Regions from separate parts of the Rattus norvegicus genome. Here region 1 is linked to region 2. Evidence: chromatin contacts called from public Hi-C data. All regions are on one chromosome and are shown on one strand. The core of a region is the stretch at or near the end of the contact, and the rest is flanking DNA. Distances in the headings are between cores, read along the strand shown. Region 1 has its middle 65 kb from the start of Rab38. Region 2 holds the start of Ctsc (cathepsin C).

The links. A called contact is a pair of places that touch in the nucleus more often than the background predicts.
Region 1: a Hi-C map of Schwann cells shows a contact between it and region 2, with 2.8 times the contacts expected there. The contact joins the enhancer-like site here to the promoter of Ctsc in region 2. A contact is called at or near these places in 4 of 12 Hi-C or Micro-C datasets (Schwann cells, liver and mammary epithelial cells).

What each region holds. Positions count from the first base shown.
Region 1 is chr1:151,528,771-151,532,283 of GRCr8, reverse strand. No RefSeq gene overlaps it. Among named protein-coding and RNA genes, the nearest start is that of Rab38, 65 kb to the left of the region's middle. Within about 2 kb of position 1,348, at least 3 of the 93 cell types and tissues checked have an H3K27ac peak or open chromatin away from gene starts, as enhancers often do. A contact at or near this core is called in Schwann cells, where this site is marked.
Region 2 is chr1:151,439,753-151,443,085 of GRCr8, reverse strand. It overlaps Ctsc (cathepsin C), which reads right to left and starts at 2,037. Exons shown (of 7, transcript NM_017097.2): 1 at 1,817-2,037. The coding sequence starts at 1,988. It overlaps LOC102554680 (a long non-coding RNA gene), which reads left to right and starts at 2,467. Exons shown (of 3, transcript XR_005499289.2): 1 at 2,467-3,333.

The sequences.
Region 1 (3,513 bases), core at 99-2,598, 90 kb before region 2:
TTAGAAAATAGGTTTTTTATTGTTGTTATTCTTTTGTTTTGGTTTTAACCTAGAGTCTCTCTATATAGCCGTGGCTGTCCTGGAACTTAATATGTAGACCATGCTGGTCACAAACTCACAAAGATCCAGGGTTCTCTGCATCTGAGTGATAGGATTAAACTGGTTTTTGGAACAAATCTACGTGCATTTTCAACAACTTTCTTAGAGAGTCTTGTGCTTGATTTCATAGTGGGAAAAATCAGCATTTTTAACTGGGCTGAGTAGAAGCAGAAAATAGAAATAACAAGGAAGATATATAAAAAGAACATTCTAGATAATCAAACAAATACCACACATGTGCTAGATAAACTACACATCAGGTTAGTAAGCTTGTTTTTATTCCTTCATAATAAAATTCATCCACATGATTTCTATTCATAGCCAACATCAGTTAATTACTGTATTGTTTGTAGTTGCTCCTGAGCAGGGTCCGTACAGGTAATTAGATGCTTTACAGTCTTTAGAAAGTTACCTTCATTCCTCTTGGACCATTGATAGCAGCTACAATGTGCATGAGTGAGGAGACATGGTGAGTTATATCATGATTCTAGAGTCAGTGAAGTGAAAAACAGGAAATCAAGATAACTCACACGTGGTTTCATGTTCCTGAAAACCCAACCCCAAGAGCAATAATTTTTTGTCAGAATTACTTTTACTTAAAAAATAGTCTTAATTTTGACATTTGGCCAGGCCAGGAACTTTTAGAAATTGTATGCTTTAAGAAGCTAGATAGAATTTTTAGGAGTTGTCACACTTTGTTCTAGGCGTAAAAGCCTTTCTTCAAATCAGGTCTAAGGGAAAGAATTGATGCTACAGTCTTTGAGCAACAGAATAGCAAAATAAAAAGAACAGAATTTAGAAACACAAATAAAGCCAAGCTTAAAATTCAAAGAGAAGCTGTTTTCCTGTGAATCAGAGGCAGCCATTCACCTGAGAGATCTATGAAAGTGGCAGAGCATGGGTTGGTAACTAAGATTAGTATTTGCAGTGCATTAGCCCTCTCTGAACTAAACATTGGGGAAATGAGTTTGACTCTTGGAAGTGAAAACAATCTGGCATATGCAAAAATCATAGCACATTTCTGAATAATTTACAGTCCAGCAGAGTTGGTTTGCATTGGATTGAATTAGTTAACATTTACAGAAAGAATGGGAGACTAACAGGGGTTGAGAATGTCAGAGGCATTTCTCATGATTACATTTTCCTGTGGGTATTCAAATTTAGCCAAAAATTTACAAGTATTGTTCAAGGAGGAATGTCAGTGTGGAATGACTAGAGAAGAATTTTGCATGAAGGAGTTTTAGTACACTCAGAGTAGGGATCAGGCTGAGTCCAGTGCCCTTAGACTCTGGATGCTTAATCCTTTATTTGGAGTGCATGTTATTCACACATCTTTTCTGTTATTTGGAATCATGTTATGCCACCTTCTAACAACATATGAAGATGTCACATGAAGATTGAGTATTTCAGTCTCTGTGGTCATTGTTTCTTATCACAAATTCACAAACTTATATTTTAGTTTTCTATCTCAATTCTGTGCACTTAACCTGTATTACACTGCCTAAAAGAAGGGGCCGCTCTTGTTTTGCTGGAGAGATTAGCAAAGCTTCCAGTTGTGGAGAATAAGATCACCAAAGCTGTGAAAGTCCATTACTTAGAAAGACCCATGGGATTTTACTTTTGTGTGATAATTTGACATTGCTTTGTTGCTACAATAGATCATTTTTAATCTCACATCCTCATAACCCAATAAGTATTTATTGCATGCCTGTCCAACCTTAAGGAGACATGTTCAGTTGATGTCCTCCTGAAGAAATATCTGAGGTACTGTATGTGAACAAATCACATATTTGGGAGTTGTTCACAGAAAACGTCTAAAATATCAATCAAAATAGTTAAGATTAAGGGCAAGTAGGACTCTCAGCATGAATAGGAAACTCAAAGACAATGTAAACAATGCCACCACGTTACTCATCTCTCTCTCACCACAAAAAAGGAAGGTGTATGTTAATTCTTTAATTGCCACATCTCTTAATTAAAAAATGCTTCTTGATACATTGACTCGACATTGCTGCCATTCTGGTGTCTGATATCCTAGAATATACTTGTAGATGAGAAATGTGTACTGAAAAACAGTGTCACAGAGTAGTGTGATGAATAAGCCAACTTATGTTGTCTTGTGGTAAATAAAACATTTCACACTCCCGAAATATTGATAATGACTGGACATAACTCTAGTTCACTCCATCAGAGTGGTAAGAGTGATGAAACATTCATCTTTGTGATTCAAATCTGGTTCCAGCACATTAGAAGGGAGTGGGGGCAAATCTGAATAGCAATCACAGATCCTCTCTGTTCTCATGTGACTGGAAAAATTGCAGCAACTCATTTTATCAGACCAGTGCTAATTCAGAATATACTACATCCTTGCCTTGCAAGCACACTCTGTTCTAACAGAAATCAAATGTAGGAGTCTGCCAGCAACCCCAGTTTAACACGAGCAAGGGTGCTGGATGAATCATAAGTCCAAGTTTCTCAATAATTCAAGTGCCAGCAGCACCACATTTGTTACAAATTCTCAGTTTTGTTTGAGATTTCTAAAGACACCTCACCCACCCATATTGGTGAGAAATCCAACATCAAACTACTTGGAAGACATTTGGTATAGTTTCCTTTCAGATTTCCTGCATGATGCAAGAATTCTGGCAGGACAGGGGAGTGGTAGGAAAAGTTATGAAGTGGTACTTCCCAGGCATTAAAAATCAAGCAAGGAAAGGAATGCTGTGTACCTTTGCTGGTTATCCACACTCTTTGGGTGTATGATACATTGAAAGTCTATGGTTCTAAAAGCTGGGGTTGAGTCTCCTTGTTTAGTGCTTAACCAAGGCCTTCAGCTTTCAGAGGTGAATCAACCTCTCCTTCACAACATTTCCCAAGGCCACAGTTATCAGTCAATCCTATATTTCTCTTACTCTTTACTGCAGAATCCAATCAGAAATGGGTTCTCATTCACTTTAACCCAAAATTAAAAACAAAAGGGACTTCTGCTTTCTTTGTTCTAGAAGGAGAAAGTTCAGTCATGTCGTTGGAATTAGACTCAGCCTTGATATTTTTTTTTCTCTTTTTAACTTTTTATTGTTTTTTTTTTTTGTGAACTTCACATCATATAGCCCAATCGTACTCATCTCCCTCTCCTCTTGTCCATGCCCCTCTACCCTTCCAACACCTCCCCCAAACAGAGAAAAATATCTTGTTGTGGAAGCTGTAATGCATCACAGTGTGTCCCCCAGTATACCCTTCTGTTCACACTCCTTTGCTTGCAGATGTTCGGTGCAATGATTCATTGATCTGGTTCAAGGCCTCTGACTTTAGCTCTACCATCGATACTGAAATGTTACCTAGACTTCTCTCAGAAACCCTGTTGATGCCCTGTGTTGTGGAAATCCTGTAGTTTTAGATTTGTAGGATGGGCCC
Region 2 (3,333 bases), core at 788-3,287:
AGAAAGAGAGAGGGGTGTGGGATACTGTTTTCCTTTTAATGAATGGGGAGGGGACTCTTCAAAACTACAGAAATGGGGGAAAGTTAAAAAAAACTGATTAAAAAAAGGCTATATAAAATGACTGGTTTTCAAATCATAAGAATGTGTTGAGCCCATTAAGACAGAAAGTAATCTGTTCAAAGAAATGAGGTACCTCTCTCCTCAAAGATTGTAGAGACTAACACCTCAGTATACATCCTTCCAAAGGATTCAGCCAACATGAGTCTTCTAATATATAAAAATGATTTGAGTTGATAGGGATCAATGTTTAATTTTCATATCAGGGGTCAGATCTCTGTGTGTCTTTAATTGAGTTAGAGTCAAGAGTAGGTTTATAGGCAGAGGCTCCTATTCAGCTATATCCATGTATGTTTCACACATTAGTCTCTCTTACTTTCTCTTTCTTTCTTTCAGATTAACACATTAGATGGAGACAGTTGGATTTCATCCCCGACAAGTGGCTTATGTGAGTATTTTACTTATCAAAGTAGGCCTGACCTTCAGGTTCTTCCAGCATCCCTTGGTCCCTACCTGGTGCACGAAGCCCTCTATCCTGAACTTTGCAGCCTTGGAGCAGGGCTGCCCTTCCCCCAGAGGCTCTTCCCTATATAATCCAGACATTTTGTTCTCTTGTCCCTCCTCTCTTCTGACCCTCTGTGAGAACTTTCTATCTCTTCCCCCTCTCCTCTGTCTCCTGTCACAAGGCTGCTTCCCTGGCCAGTGAACTTGCATCCCCTAACAAACGCAGCTTCCCAATAAACCTGAGATAGAGATAGATAGATAGATAGATAGATAGATAGATAGATAGATAGATAGATAGATAGATAGATAGATAAGATAGATCTGTGATCTGGCTTGAATTGGCTTATTTTGCAGGTGGAGAAATAACTTATCAAAAACTTCATGTGATAAGGCAATGCCAACCCTGTCTCTCCCTTCTGCCTCGTCTCCAAGCTCAAATTTAGAAAAGAAACAAACTGTTGTAGACACTGCCCAGGATTAAGCTAAACCCAGTCACCTGGAATTAATTAAATGAATCTTCTTTGGGGGGAGAGGAGGTGGGATATGTGACAGCCTTTATTCTATTCACAAGAAAACTACAGTTTAGAACTGTCTTTGCTACTCAGACTGAGAGGGGAGACCAGAAGTGTCACTCTTGTGACACGCGTACTAGTGATTTCCTAGGTCTGAGGCACGTGGAATGTCCCAGTGTTCACTCACTACATATTCCCTGAGAGCCTTCCATGAGCGTGGCACTAAGTTTGGTTCATTTCCAAACACTACTGGGTAAAGTGTGACAAAAGAAACAGGACAAAGCTTTTGTCTATCTCTTGAAGTCCTTAAACAGAGCAGTCCAAAACGTCAAGGGCAGGAGCAGGTAAAACAGTCCTTTGCAGGCGGTGGGGTTGGGGGAGGGGCAGCTTGCTAGGTCCCAGAGTATGAGCTCAGCACGATTTTTAAAAACAAGAACCTGTCAGACTTGAGTGAAGGATCAAGAAAGCAGATCTCTATTTGCTTGTAAGAAATCAAAGCAAATAAAACAAGTAGAAACACCAGGAGCAAGTTTCCTTGAATATATAAGTTGTGAGATAATCAGGAAAGTAAGTGTAAAGTTAGAAGTTCTCAGCAGCTCAAGTTTCAACTTAGCGGCCATGGCTCGGATCCCCCAAGGGACCGTTCGTCAGCTCTTAACTCTCCAGTCACCCATAAGTGCCGGACCCGCGGCAAGCACCCAGGGACCGAAAAGGACGGGTCGGGATCACAGAAAGCGGCTTACCCATTACCGAGCAGTTAATGTGACTTCGGGGATGTCTAGGGCCCACCTGGAAAACCCAGGTACCCAGCAGGTCAGGGTAAGTGCAGTTGGCAGGAGTGTCGGAGCTCACGGTGCAGACTCCCAAAAGCACCAGCAGCAGGGCGGCGCGCAAGGAGTGGGTCCACGGACCCATGGTTGACGGCGCCCGGAGAGCAGATGGCAGAGAAAACAACAACTAGAACACTACGCGATGGGAGTCAGGCGACCCCTGTGGCTCGCGCCCTAAAATACCCAAGAGCCCGGAAACCCTGGGTCCTGGGGCGGGGTTACAGGACGCTGAGAACAGAACGAGGTGGGGGAGGAGCGGCCAGGCTGGGAGGACAGGGGCTTGGAGTGACTGAGATGTGGGGAGGGCCAGGGTGTGACTAGGTGAGGCAGCACTAGGTGGAAAGAGCTGAGTGAGATAGAATTACCTGTGGCCTGAGGAAGTTAGTGATCCTGTAGGGTGGGGACAAGCACCAGCATGAGGAAGGAGGATAGTGGCCTTTGGGGACCTCTGCCTTTCTTTCACGGGACCCTGAAGCTGAGGACTCTGTTGCTGTGTTTTGTAATGTCAGTGTGATTAAAATAGAATCTACCCTGTGCCAGGACAAGGTTGACAAGAGGCTTAAGTCTACGGAGGCTAATTCTCTTTCCCTTGGTTTTGGCCGCTTTCCTGCATTTCTGACTCCTGTGGGAAAAGTTTACTAGCTAACCTGAGCCACTCGTTTGAGAATTTCTGTTCTATTTCACAACTCTACCTTCCTATCTTCAGGGTTTTGTTTCGCCTCCTGTCTGTCTACTTACCAGAAGATTTCAATTGTAGTGCATATTTACAGGTTTGGTGAATCCGTTTTTTTTCCCCCTCTCTGGAACTTTATAGGATTTAGTTGAATGGGGGTGAGGGGGGTGACAGGGGATGATGACATTGTTCAAGCCTTCTGTTTTCGGAATGAAAGCAAGAGGTAGAGAAAGAGGAAGTAACTTGCTCAGAAAGATGGTCTTCTGAGCTCGGTGTCAGGCTTTCCCCAGGGTGAGTTCCTGTGAGCATGGTTGCACCTTTCCTCCTCTGTGGGGTCTTGCCCGCATTTGTTAAGTAGCAGTCATTAGGGAAGCCTCCTCCTCTGGGGAGAGCTGTTCTGAGTTGCCTGGCTGTTGTTGGCTGGGATCATGTTCTTGCTGAGCTAATTTGAGAATACAGAGATGAACCAGGCAGACTTGATGAGCCTCTTTGCCTTACTATGTTTATGCACTTTTTTAAACCTCATCCTACAGATCACAGGTATTTACACGCAGGCCTTTTTTTTTCTTTCTACTGAGTACAAGCAGTCTGAGGAAGCAATGTGTTTGAAGAGCAAACCACTTCTGTCTCTAAATTCTGATTTAAAAGCACTCAGACTTCTAAGCCAGAAGGCACACTTTGATAGGGGTCCTTCTTGATAACTAAGGGGCTAGAGTGTTCTTTCATATGAAATTAGGCTACAAGAGCTAAATATGGA